Regions from separate parts of the Sus scrofa genome. Here region 2 is linked to region 1. The links are chromatin contacts, called in public HiChIP or PLAC-seq maps. All regions are on one chromosome and are shown on one strand. The core of a region is the stretch at or near the end of the contact, and the rest is flanking DNA. Distances in the headings are between cores, read along the strand shown.

Region 1 (6,638 bases), core at 3,602-6,101:
GTGAGCACAGGAAACATGATGGAGAAAGATAAATTCCCCAGCTTAAAAAAAAAAAAAATCCTAGATTTAACCAGAGGTCCGGCATAGCGGGGCCATGGCTCATGCTGTAATGAGGAACACATGGTCTCTGCTGCCTGAGAAAATGCACATAAATGACCCACACATTCACTGTTCCCTGGGCAGCCCCTTCCAGGAAACCACACTCACAGGCCACCTCCCGGGCCCCCTGAATGGAAGACATGCAATGGAATCACCAGCAACAATTAAAACAGACTTAACTGGAAACAACTGGACTCAGAAGCGGCTGCTCTATCTTTTTCTTTGGGAAGGTTAAAAGCACATGTATGCTGCTCACAGAGGGCCACTGCTCTGTTCAGAGTGCTAGTCTGAGGGAGTCCTGTCACAGACAAGGTCTCCTACCAGCACCTAATGTGAGAGGCACACGAAATACAAGGCTTATAAACCTCTAACCAAACCCAACACGAAAACAGAAGTTGCTCCGGCATTTTGCTCTTTGAATCTCTCGGGCTCTCCAAATGCTGTTTATTCTTAGTGTGACTTTTCTGAAAACACCTAAAACATTACATTGTCTTTGGAAAATGTGGCTTTGTCAACAAAGGCAAAACTTCAAGCACTGTTTTTCTTCTCAAACTCACTCTTCTGAGGCAAAATGCTAACCGGTCAGAATTTCTGGTCAAATCCTCTCTCATTTTAAAGGTCTTTCTCCACTAGAAAGAACCTTACCACTTCAACTTCCCAAAAGGAAATGTGAAGAAATTCAATAAAGATAAAAGCAGATGGCATAATCCTTTGTTTGGCTAATCAGATGAACAGGATATCACATATTACCAAAGTGGAAACCTGAAAACACCCCAGAAATGAAATGATGAGGCAAGAGTCATTATTGATAGTGGATAATGGAAAGGACGGGTTAGTCTGGGTTAATGTAAAGGAATTTAATACAAATCTAGTAAACCTGAGTTATCACACCCAGAATAAAACTGGACCTGGCTCCTCTGTTGGACCAGGGATGCTCCAGGTACTAGTTACTAGGTCTGTGGCTGGTGACCATTTACAACCGGGTTGTTGGCTCCCAGGAAGAGATGAATGTGGGAGCTGCCATGCCCGATGACAAAACATTGAGAGGGCAACAAAGGCAGAAGGCCTCGCACGGCTGTGGTGTGACCTACCTGACTGATACCCCTCCCAGGGGTAGGACAGGGAGGAGCCAGGACCTGGGTCACCTGCTGACCCAGAGCAGACATCCTTGCACGGTTAAAATCACGCTGTCATAAAATGCAGAAAGTTCTTTTTTTTTTCTGCCAGGGCTTTCTCCTAATGGGATCCTTCTCTATTTGGCTTTTGTTTGAGAGTTTCCAGCCCATGTTTCTGTCTCCTTGGAATGACAGGCCATTTTCTCTGTTTTGTTTTTTTTTTTGTTTTTTAATGGGATCTAGCCCTTGAAATACTTTTTTTTTTTTTTTTTTTTTTGGAGATGAACAGCAGGCTTTTCCTGCAACTGAAAATCTATGCTGTCACAAAAGTGAAAAGAAAAACCCCATGGGGCCATCTTGCCAGTGAGGGCAGGGAGGGGCTTTGAGCTCAGCCCCGACTTTTACACAGGGACAAAAGCAGATGTTTCAGGATATCCTTGCTGGATGAAAGAAAGATGCTTTTCCAGAACATTGCATAAAATGACACCAGAAGCACAGACACAAATCTTGAGAGTTGCAGATATCAACCTTCCCCCAGGTCTCCTGACACTCTCCCAGCCCAGCTCCCACACCCCTAATGGACGGGCTCTGTCTGACGGGGAGAGTCTGAAGGGCCACAGGCCAGTTAGCATCATCCTCCAGTGGCAAGTTCTCCAGCCAGCGAGTAACACCATGGCTTTACTCCACGTGGAGTCCTGGGCAGCAGAAATGACAGAGGACACCACCCTGACCACCAGTGAGGGTGGAGGCGGGGGGGCGGGGGAGGAGGGAAGATTGCCCTTTGACTGACACCTCACCTGGCACCACGTTCCCTTCCTCCAAGATTAAACAAATGGCATCACGGAGTTCCCGTCGTGGCGCAGTGGTTAACGAATCCGACTAGGAACCATGAGGTTGTGGGTTCGGTCCCTGCCCTTGCTCAGTGGGTTAATGATCCGGCGTTGCCGTGAGCTGTGGTGTAGGTCGCAGACGGGGCTCGGATCCCACGTTGCTGTGGCTCTGGCATAGGCTGGAGGCTACAGCTCTGATTGGACCCCTAGCCTGGGAACGTCCATATGCCGAGGGAGCGGCCCAAGAAACAGCAAAAAGACAAAAAAAAAAAAAAAAAAAAAAAAAATATGGCATCAGGCCAAGCCTAGGCTGCTTCTTAGGTAGATGCATGAGAGGGCGCTGCACTGACCCCAGAGCCACCTGGGCACCGGGCACCACCACGCAGGCAATTAATGACGTCTGCTGCTCTTGTCTGGGTCTACTTAACTGCTTAGAAACCAGAAAAACTCCTAGATGTTCCTCTGTCTGGCTTTTTCAGAGGCTGAGATCCTCTGTGTTCCCCCCAGGGGCCTAATGGCTGTGCTTTTCAAATATATCACTTACACAAAGAAAAACTCTTAAAAAAGTCTGTGTCTTTCTCAGATTACTTAGTATTTCGTATACTGCTGACTTAGGGATAATGTAGTTTTCTGTGATAAAATGGTGGCTTCTTAATTCTTCATTTGGCAAAGCTATTTCCAAGGCAACAGAGTATTTATTATTGCCCCCAAATAATCACCTTTTAAGGGAACAGAAGGTGACTTTGGGGAAAAGAAGCAATCCCACAGTGCCTGCACAACACTCCCTCCACCTCATCCTGGCTCTTAGACGGTCTGACACTGCCAAGGAACACGAATGTTTAACTCGGGCAAGATCGCTCCTAACACCAAACACAACGTGTTGGTGAAGTGGAAGATTTAATCTTCTTTGAAGGAGGCTGACACTGGGAACCATATTCTTCATGGTGGATATTGATGCTTTTGGTTATCATCCTCATCTTTTTGAAAAAAATAAAATATCTTGGGCTATTCTTAAAGAGAGTACCAAAGGTTTTTTTTTTTAAGGGACAGTGGGTAGATTTTCTAACTTGAACACATCTCTAAATGAAGCCAGGGATGAGCAAAAACATTCCCGCGCAAAATGGTTTAAAAGAACATTCTACAGTTAGTGGTTTAAATCTCCTGACTGATTTATTTCAGGTGGTGACAGATTTCTCTCCATTCATATATAAATGTGTCATTATTTTTAATTAAGATCAGATCCAGAATGCCAAATGCAAGTCTTTCTCCTACATTCCAGAAAATGCATGAACTGCCTAAGAACGTATCTAACCAAAACATGCCATAAACCACGAAACTTATAAATGTTTTCTTAGACCCACATAACTCATTCATAGAGCTCTACGCTCATTTTTATGGAGCATTAGGAAACAAAAACTGGCCTTGGAATGTTCTGCAATCAGTCTGCCAAGTACTATCACTCTTCACGTCATCTGCCCGGCAGGTTAGCTGAAGTTTCAGTCTCAGGGGACAGAATATTAGTTTAGAAAGAATTGCAGCTGTGGAGAATAAGGAAATGGACGGTTCCATCCACCCAACCCCACCCCCCAGAGCACAAAGCAAGTATCTAGTATGCTATAACCTAGGGTCTGTGGTTGTTCAGTTCAAAGATCAAAGAACCAAAAGTCCTAACCAAGCAGGAATTCCTTTCACAATTTATTCTAGTAACACCTTCACCAAAAGCAAAATGCTGCTCTAACTAAAGCTAGGCACTTGAAAAATGGGATTAAAATATTCAATGTTAACCACATAATTATGGCTTTTTGTCCAATTGTGTGTGTGTACATCCTACATTCACAATCTACTTTTGAGCACACAGCGGGTTAAGGGTTTGCAGTCCCATAACCTTATCTCATGTGATTTTATATCTTGCCCCCTCACTCCCCTACAAGAACTGAAAGCCATTTAATTTTCTTTTTCGAAGGATTATTTCAGAATTTGAGGACCGCCTTCTTTTCAGGATATCACAAATGAACGCAACAGCAACAGATAACACAAAAAGAAAAGAGGGTGGGGGCAACTGTTTTTGGAGTGATGCTCGCATCCAACAAGGGAGGTGAAACCTGCACCTACGATGGGGCTCGGGAGGAGCGAGCAGGTGAGGCCAGGCCGGGGCAGCTTTCAGAGCATCCCCCGAATGCCTCATCCAGAGGTTGTCCTGTTAGCATATCCTCCCCAGGCGGGGGTTGTTCAAGCAGCTGGTAACCAGTGAGAAGGAAGGAAGGGAGGCCTGGAGTTATTCCAGGAAGGAACAAAGCGGCTCAGGGACAAAGGGAATGAAAAGAACGCCTCTGCTATGAACGCCAATTATCAGCACAAATCCTGTCCCTGGCTTTAATTGGTGCCCCTGTGATAGAGCAGCACTGCCACAGAGCAGGAGGGAAGCAGCGACAGGAGGAAACAGCCTCACAGGCGGCGGGGCGGGGGCGGGGGTGGAGCGGGGCTGGGGAAGCGCTGGGTGCCCGCTTTCTTTACAGCCCAGAGACACAAAGGGAAAAACCTCCAATTTGCAGTTCTGCGTCATAATGAGTACGTTCCATTCTGGTTATTAAAGACTCTTATTCAACTTCACATGCGCTTCTGGCCATTGGGCCACTTCTTAAAATAATCCATCAGCATTAAGAGATAAAAGAGGAAGGGGCGGGGAGGTTGTCTGAGGGTGGTGGACTTGGTATCAGATGTGTCTCAGGGGCTGCGTCCTTAGACAGAAGAATAACGCCTCTGGTCCTTCCGAAACAGGACCACTTTCACGACAGTGTGAATTGTTATTTCTGCTAACAGGAAGTAACAATAGTTATTTCCTTTTACTGTGCATTTGAGAAAACGGACAGTGGACAGGACTGAGATGTTATCTTAGAGTCAAATTTGAAAAGCATAAATAAAAGAGGCAGCATTTTTCGTAGAAAAAGACTAAAAACATGTCTAAACATTAGCGCTAGCTGCCTATGAGCATCATATGCCCCCTTCCCCCTGCTGCTCCATATGTCTGAATTTTCCTTTTTTTTTTTTTTAAGAAGAGCAACTGGCATACAGTTTCAGAGAAACAGTATATTTTGGGCTGGTACCCTCTGTTCATGTTTGTGTGGTTTTATGTGAGAACCGTAAAAACTGATGAGGAGCATCTGGGCTGTGGCTCCTGGGCCCACCCTCTCCAGTCCTGCGAGGCAGGGAGGGGAAGTGGAGGAGCCTCAGAGGACCAATTCTGAATTCCAAGGCTCGTTACCCAGCTCCCAGGCTGGGTTTGCAGGCTCACTCACCCTACCACCCCCAACCCCGGCCAACTGGAGCACCTGGAGGAAATTCTTCAGTATAAAAAGCAGTCAATTTGTGTTCCCCATGAAGCCTGGCTGGAAGAATGCACTTAGAAAGAGCACACACCAACGGAGGAGACTGCAGCTGAGGAGGAGGAGGAGGCCTAGTCCTTGTCCAGAGAAAGGAAAAGGATTCCAGAACGGGGCAAGGTCATTTGTTCTGGAGGCTCCTAACCTGGGACCTTCAGGGCACTTGGAGGGAACGTCTCAGCTGATGGTTTTTAATACTAACTTAGACTTTAATAATAACTTCAAAAAGTTTAGTATTTCAAAAAAATTTTTTTGGCCACAACTGCAGCATGTGGAAGTTCTCAGGCCAGGGATCAAACCTTTGTCACAGCAGTGACGGGAGCCACAGCAGTGACACAGCCAGATCCTTAGCCTGCTGAGCCACCAGGGAATGCCAATATTTTAGAATGTTTATATTCATCCAAAAATAAGGCTCAATCACTTAAAGTTTCTTTGCTTTCTGGATGGAAATATATATAATGTGCATGTGCAGCGGGTAACACTGTTCCTACCCCCAAAAGAATTGTCATCATAAGCTTATAGGGACAATTACATTTTTGAGTAGTCAAAAGTGAGAAAATGAATTCAAATTATTTTCATAACTGTGGTTTGGTTAAAAGGAAAAAAAATCCCTTTAATGTGGTTTTGGAGAGAATCATGATCATTGCAGCAACAGGCATACACTTTTTTTTTTTTTTTTTTTTTTTTTTTTTCCCAGGAGAGGAAACTGCAGTTGAGCAGCAAGATTAACAGGATCTGGCTCACTGGCAAGGGAGCCAGGAGAGAGTACACTGGTGGTCTGACCTGCAGCCACATGCTACTCCCAGTGTGTTAGCAGCATACCTAGTCCTAAACTCTGGATTCATTTAAAGACTTAAAGAGCAAAAAAGATCTGAGCTAAAATTTAGTTTGCATAGTAACTTGTGTGAAATAGTCTTTGTCGCTGAAACAAGAGGAGGCGGGGCAGAGGGCTTCCGTGCTTTCATTTACTCCCACGAGACACAGCCTGTGCTGTGCGCTGGCACCCCAGAGGTGAGGTGTGCCCCAGTGTGAACTGGGCCGCATGCTTTTAGAACAGGTTCACCTTCCTAGATTTCGTCTTTGAAAGATTTTTCCTTTAATTTATAAAAACTAAATGTATATTAGTGAGAATCCACGTTCCTCATCAAAAAAGAACAAAGACGACTTGCAGAGAAGGGGGTTCGGGAAGGATGTTGGGGCACATGGCTCACTGC
Region 2 (6,567 bases), core at 780-3,279, 190 kb before region 1:
CCTATTCTCCAAGGGGATGGTATTAGGAGGTGGGGCCATTAGCAGGTAATTAGGATCAGATGATCAGGAGGGTGGAACCCTCATGAATGAGATTAATGCTTTTATGAGAATCACGAGAGTACCCAGTCTTTCACTTAGGTCTTTAATCCATCTTGAATTTATTTTTAATATGGTGTTAGAGAGTGTTCTAATTTCATTCTTTGATATGGAGCTGTCTGGTTCTTATAGCACTATTTATTGAAGAAATTGTCTTTTCTCCATTCTATATATTCTCATATCCTTTGTTGTAGATTAATTGACCATAAGTGCATAGGTTTATTTCTGGGTTTTTATCCTATTCTCTTGATCTCTGTGTCTGGTTTTGTGCCAGTACCATACTGTTTTGATGACTATTGCTTTGTAGTATAATCTGAAGCCAGGGAGCTTTATTTGTCTTTCTCAAGATTGTTTTAGTTATTTGGGTTCTTTTGTATTTCCATACAAATCTAGAAAATTTTGTTCTAGTTCTGTGAAAAATACCATTGCTAATTTGATACAGTTAGCATTGACTCTGTAGATCACCTTAGGTAGTATTGTCATTTTAACAATGCTGATGTTTTAAATCCAAGAAATGGTCTATCTTTCCATCCGTTTGTGTTGTCTTCAATTTCTTTGTTAAGCATTTTATAGTTTTCAGAGTATAGGAACTTATAGAGGAAAATCTAAGCAGAACACTGACATAAATCACAGCAATATTTTTTTGGACCTGTTCCCTAGAGTAATGGAAACAAAGGCAAAAGTAAACAAATGGGACCTAATTAAACCTAAAAGCTTTTGCACAGCAAAGGAAAGCATAAACAAAATTAAAAGACAACCTACATATGAGGAGAAAATATTTGCAAACAATGTTGCAGCAAGCAACCAACTTGTTGGTTTAGATTGACTTCTAAAATGTACAAACAGTTCACACAGCTCACTATCAAAAAACAAACAAACAAAAAAAACCCAATCAAAAAATGGGCAGAAGACCTAAATAGATATTTCTCCAAGGAAGGCATACAGATGGCCAGTAGGCACATGCGCAGATGCTCAGCATCACTAGTTATTAGAGAAATGCAAACCAAAGCTACAATGAGGTATTACCTCCCACTGGTCGGAGTGATCATCATCAAAAAGTCTGCAAATAATAAATGCTGGAGAGGGTGTGAAGAAAAGGAAACTCCTGTGTACTGTTTGAGGGAATGTAAATTTGTGCAGCCACTATGGAAAACAGTATGTAGGTTCCTTAAAAAACTAAACATAGGATTTACCGTTGTGGCTTAGCAGGTTAAGGACCTGACCAAACATTGTATCTGTGAGGATGCAGGTTCAATCCCTGGCCTTGCTCAGTGGGTTAAGGATCCAGCATTGCCGTGAGCTGTGGTATAGGTTGCAGACATGGCTTGGCTGGCGTTGCTGTGACAGTGGTAGGCCAGCAACTGTGGCTCCGATTCGACCCTTAGCCTGGGAACTTTCATATGCTACAGGTGCAGCCCTAAAAAGCAAAAAATAAATAATTAAACAACAAGGACCTACTGTATAGCATAGGGAACTTACGATAACATAATGGAAAAATATCTGAAAATATATATATAAAGATATATATATATATATATAACTGAATGACTTTCCTCTACACCTGAAACATTGTAAATTGACTATTTCTCAATTTAAAAGTTATAAATACAAAAAAATAAAATTAATTAATTTTAAAAAGAGTCACAAGAAATTTTGCTCTTCCTCTGCTCTTTACCAGGTGAAGGGTATAAGAAGAAGTTAGCAGTCTACAAGCCAGAAAAAAATTTCTCACCCGGACTCAACCATACTGGTACCCTGATCTTGGATTTCCAGTCTCCAGAAATGTAAGAAATAAATTTCTGTTGTTTAATCCATCCAGTGTGTGGTAGTTCGTTGTAGCAGCCTAAACTAAGACATTTGGAGATAGGGCCTGTATGGAGGTGATGAAGGTTAAATGAGGTCATGGGGTAGAGCCCTTATAAGAGGAAGAGGAGTTTTCATTGTGACTCAGCTGTGATGAACCTGACTAGCATCCATGAGGATGTGGGTTTGAACCCTGGCCTCGCTCAGTGGGTTAAGGATCCAGCATTGCCATGAGGTGTAGTGTAGGTCATAGACGCAGCACAGATCTGGTGTTGCTGTGGCCGTGGCATAGGCTGGCAGCTGCAGCGGTGGTTTGACCCCTAGCCTGGGAACTTCCATATGCTGTGGGTGCAGCTCTTAAAAAAAAAAAAAAAAAAAAAGAGGAAGAGTCACCAGACTTCTCTGTCTGCCAGAGAGGACACAGAAGGCAGCCATGTGCAAGCCAGGAAGAAAGCTCTTGCCAGAAACCAAATTGGTTAGCACCTTGATCTTGGATTTCCGAACCTCCAGAACTGTGAGAAAAGAAACCTCTGTTGTTTAAGCTGCTCAGTCTATGATATTTTGTCATGGCAGCCCAAGGTGACTAAGATAGTAGCATAGACTACTTCTTGATACTTACCTTTTTAGGACAAACATCTGGGTTCATTTGGAAAGGAAGTCCATCATTCATACTGCACAGTGGAATTTAGAAAGTGCTAAAGACACAAAGTGAAGAAGTTTCCTAAGAGAATATAGGTAAGGAAGAGAGTCTTTGTCATTTCTATGCTGTATTATGGGAAACCTTCACCTCCTAGAGTAACCTGATGCTAGGTTGATGATTTTCATACAAGCTCATCTTATCTCCATCACAGAGGGAAGAACATCACTCTACTGTTACCAAAATCTCTATTTGTGATAAGGTAGGTTGTCAACTATGCCTTAAAAAATCATAGCAGGATATTGCTGACAAAGTAACAAGGGCTTTCCGGATCTTTTGCTAATGTTTTGTCACATTAATTTTTTGTTTTTCCTTAGTCCAGAATTTTAGAAGGCAGTTGACTAGGTCTTCTTCAGAAGATAAGGCTACATAATTTCATTATCACTGCATTATTTCCCAAAGACCTTGTCAGCTAGAATCTGCTTTAAAATAATGGTCTTTTGGAGTTCGCTTTGTGGCTTAGCAGGTTAAGGACCTGCTGTTGTCTCATGAGGATTTGGGTTCGATCCCTGGCCTCACTCAGTGGGTTAAGGATCCTGCATTGCCATAAGCCGTGGCACAGGTTGCAGATGCAGCTCGGATCCAGTGTTGCTGTGGCTATGGTGTAGGCCTCAGCTGCAGCTCCAAGATTTGACCCCGATTCCTGGAACTTCCATATGCTGCAGGTATGGCCATTAAAAAATAAATAAATAAAATAATGGTCTTCAAAGTGAGTTACCTCTATTGCTTGGGCTACACAAGGGCCACTTACCAGCTGTGCGGGAGTGCCCCACTCCTGGTCTCCACTCTGAGCTCTGCTCAGGGGGTGCTGCAGGTCGGCAGCTGCGGTGGCTCACGTTTACTCAGTATAGAGACTGATGGCAAGTGACAAACGTCAATTCACAGTAATAAAAGACTTTAAAACATAAAAATATACTGCATTACCTAAAATTCTGGGAATGGAGAATGGAGTGGAAATAAGATTTCAGTAAGAAAAAGGAATGATGTAAAATGCAGTCTCTTTTGTTGGACTTTAAGGCGCCTGCAAGGGAATACAACTCAAAGCCTCTGGCCAAGATAAGAATTACCAGACCTTTATCATCGCCCCACACTTCTCATTGTAAGGCACCCTCCCTCACCTGGAGCAACCTGGCCTACTCCTTCCTGACCCCTACTAGGAAAGGCATGTGGCCCACTCCTCACCCCACACCTATAGGCCCCCAGCTACTCAGCAAGTGTATCATAAGACTCCTCTTTCCCCAACAAATCAGCAGGTCAGCAGGCATAGCACACTTCTCCTCTCCCTGGATTGTAAAAACAGACATGACCACACGCCCCGGTCGGCTCTCCCTGATTGTTGTCCTCCTGCGCTTGCAGCATCTCTTATCTCAGTAAACTCTACTTTCTCTTCACCCTGCCATGCTCAATAAACTCTTCTTTCTTTGTACCTTGACATGAGTCCGGAAATTCTTTGCCCACCCAAGTGCACAGACCACAACGTTTTTTATGAATGATAGTGAGTGTCTAATAAATATATTATTTAGATGTATTAGAGACACGAGTCATGTGATGATTTTATTTTAAAATGCCAAGATTTATAATACAATGGAAGTTACATCCTATAAAGTGAAATTTCTAATGGAAAGTTTTAGATGTCAACTTTCAAATGTGGAAACAGTGTTTCAAAACTCTTTTAAGGGAGAAAGTGGGCAAAAATATTCAGATGACTGCCTCAGATGACAGCTAATCAAACCCCTTTCATTTTATAGAAGTGGCAGCTGAGGACCAGAAGTTCTGTTCTTGAACCAGAATCCAGGACACATCCAGTCACTGGTTCTGTGACTCTATTCCATCTCCTACACACAGGGTTCTGTGAGAAAGCCCGTGTTTATTAATGACACGATACCTCTAAGTAAGAGGTCGTCTCTGAAATGCATTTGAGTTGAGAGCTGTCTGACATCTGCAGTAGCCTGTCACCACCAGTCTCAGCTGTCATCAGGATTGTCTCTAAAGCAAACATTTAGAAATATGAAGTGTCCATACATCTATCTCAGTCACCTGGGTTGTAGTTTAACTATTGATTTCCCTGACACAGCTGGAAGCAGCTTGGGCTATTCATTGCCTTAGTTGGCTTGGGCTGTGCTGACAACAAAATACCATAAACTGGGTGGCTTAAACAACAAAAATTAACTTTCTCACAGTTCTGGAGCTAAAAGTGAGATTAGATTGCCAGCACGGTCAGGTCCTGGTGAGAGTTCTGTTCCTGGCTTGCACACAGTTGCCTTCCCTCTGCTCCTGCCTGCTAAGAGAAAGCAAGCTCTGGTCTCTCCTCTTTGTTTTGGCTGTGCCCATGGCATGTGGCAGTTCCTGGGCCAGGGATTGAACCCATGCCACAGCAGTAACCAGAGCCAGAGTAGTGACAATGCCAGGTCCTTAACCCACTGAGCCACCAGAGAACTCTGGTCTCCTCTTCTTACAGGGGCATAATCCTATTGGATCAGCCTCCTACCCTATGATCTCATTTAACTTTACTTCCATAACAGCTCCATCTCCAAATGTCACAGTAGGGGTTAGGGCTTCAACATACAAATTTCAGTTGGACACAAACATTCGGTTCCTAACATGCGTAAATCTTTATATACCTTGTACCTAACCTAATAGATGGTACCAGTGATCATTAATAAATTTCTGCTGAATGAATTCATATTAATGCCTTATATGAGTGGCAATGTAGTAAAGCAAAGGGAAAACTAACTCTATGACCTCGGGCAAGTCATGTAAACTTCATGAAGAGCCTCAACTTGTTCAGATGTAAAATCTAGGTAGCAACTCTTATGTTATGAGGCTTAGAAGGGAGGTGTGGGAATTCCCTTTGTGGCTCAGTGGAAACAAGCCTGACTGGTATCCTTGAGGATGTGGGTTTGCTCCCTTGGCCTTGCTCAGTGAGTTAAGGATCTGGCATTTCCATGAACTGTGGTGTGGGTTGTAGATGCAGCTTGGATCTGGCATTGCTGTGGCTGTGGTGTAGGCCAACAGCTATAGCTCCTTTGGCCCCTAGCCTGGGAACTTCCACATGCCTCGGGTTTAGCCCTAAAAATAAAAATAAAAAAAAAGAAAGAAAAAGAAGGGAGGTGTGTGTCAAGGATATGGATGTGTATTTGTGCAATAATAGCATATATCTAATACTTTTGCTTAACATCTTACAATTTATGAAGTACATCTGCATACACCGTCCCACTGAGAGAAGACTGAATGCCCCAGATACCTCGGACACCAAATTCCATGATCTTTTCACTATACCAGGTGATCCAAGACCTTAAAAGAAAGTGTTCATTTTAAAATAGCCTTGAACTTCACTAGGTCATAATTTCTGTTTTATGCAATGAAATAATTCATTGCATTCGTCTAGCCCTCAGGGTAATCATGAGGCCAGATTAAGAAATCTTCCTGGCAGGGAAAGAAAAATATTAGGTGTTTTAATATCTATTCCTTTGCAAAATTAATCAGCTACTTGCAATTTCCTTAATTTCTTTTTCAGAATATTTGTAGCCAAAGCTTTGTGAACAAGTCCAACCATGAACACTAGATGGCAGCATAAGAACCTCACTATAAGTTCCCAGTGGTCCAGCCTCGCTTTCCCACTGCTGATAGCCTGGAGATTTCTAGCACGGAGTCAAGGGTGAAGGAGACTTAGACAAATGTTGTTTTTCTGTGTAGAGGCTAAAAGTGTTCTGTCTAAGAGGTTGATATACTGTGAATAGTGCATAGAGGAACAATGCTCTCAGGGCAAACTACAGCCAGTGTGGATCAAGTCAGGAGACATGGTCTGAGTCCCAGGGCTGACACTTTGCAGTTGGTTTTCCCGGAGAAGGCCTATTTGCTGCCCTGTATGCATCTCATCAGGTTGCTTCGAGGACTCTACAGAGTCGTGTATAAGAGCTGCCACATGCTACAATTGAAATACAAGGTTCAGAAGTTCCCATTGTGGCTCC

The links. HiChIP or PLAC-seq counts read pairs in DNA pulled down with a chosen protein or histone mark.
Region 2: an H3K27ac HiChIP or PLAC-seq map of alveolar macrophages shows a contact between it and region 1. The contact joins two enhancer-like sites. A contact is called at or near these places in 3 of 5 promoter capture datasets (fetal liver, fetal skeletal muscle and liver) and 1 of 2 datasets of contacts at active chromatin or transcription factors (alveolar macrophages).

What each region holds. Positions count from the first base shown.
Region 1 is chr16:3,861,419-3,868,056 of Sscrofa11.1, reverse strand. All of the region lies in intron 33 of TRIO (triple functional domain protein), which reads right to left. Among named protein-coding and RNA genes, the nearest start is that of FAM105A, 100 kb to the left of the region's middle. Within about 2 kb of position 4,851, at least 32 of the 83 cell types and tissues checked have an H3K27ac peak or open chromatin away from gene starts, as enhancers often do. A contact at or near this core is called in alveolar macrophages, where this site is marked.
Region 2 is chr16:4,050,538-4,057,104 of Sscrofa11.1, reverse strand. It overlaps LOC110257250 (a long non-coding RNA gene), which reads left to right. Exons shown (of 7, transcript XR_002339614.1): 2 at 1,775-1,880; 3 at 2,527-2,634; 4 at 2,751-2,798. Among named protein-coding and RNA genes, the nearest start is that of OTULIN, 9.2 kb to the left of the region's middle. Within about 2 kb of position 2,029, at least 1 of the 83 cell types and tissues checked has an H3K27ac peak or open chromatin away from gene starts, as enhancers often do. A contact at or near this core is called in alveolar macrophages, where this site is marked.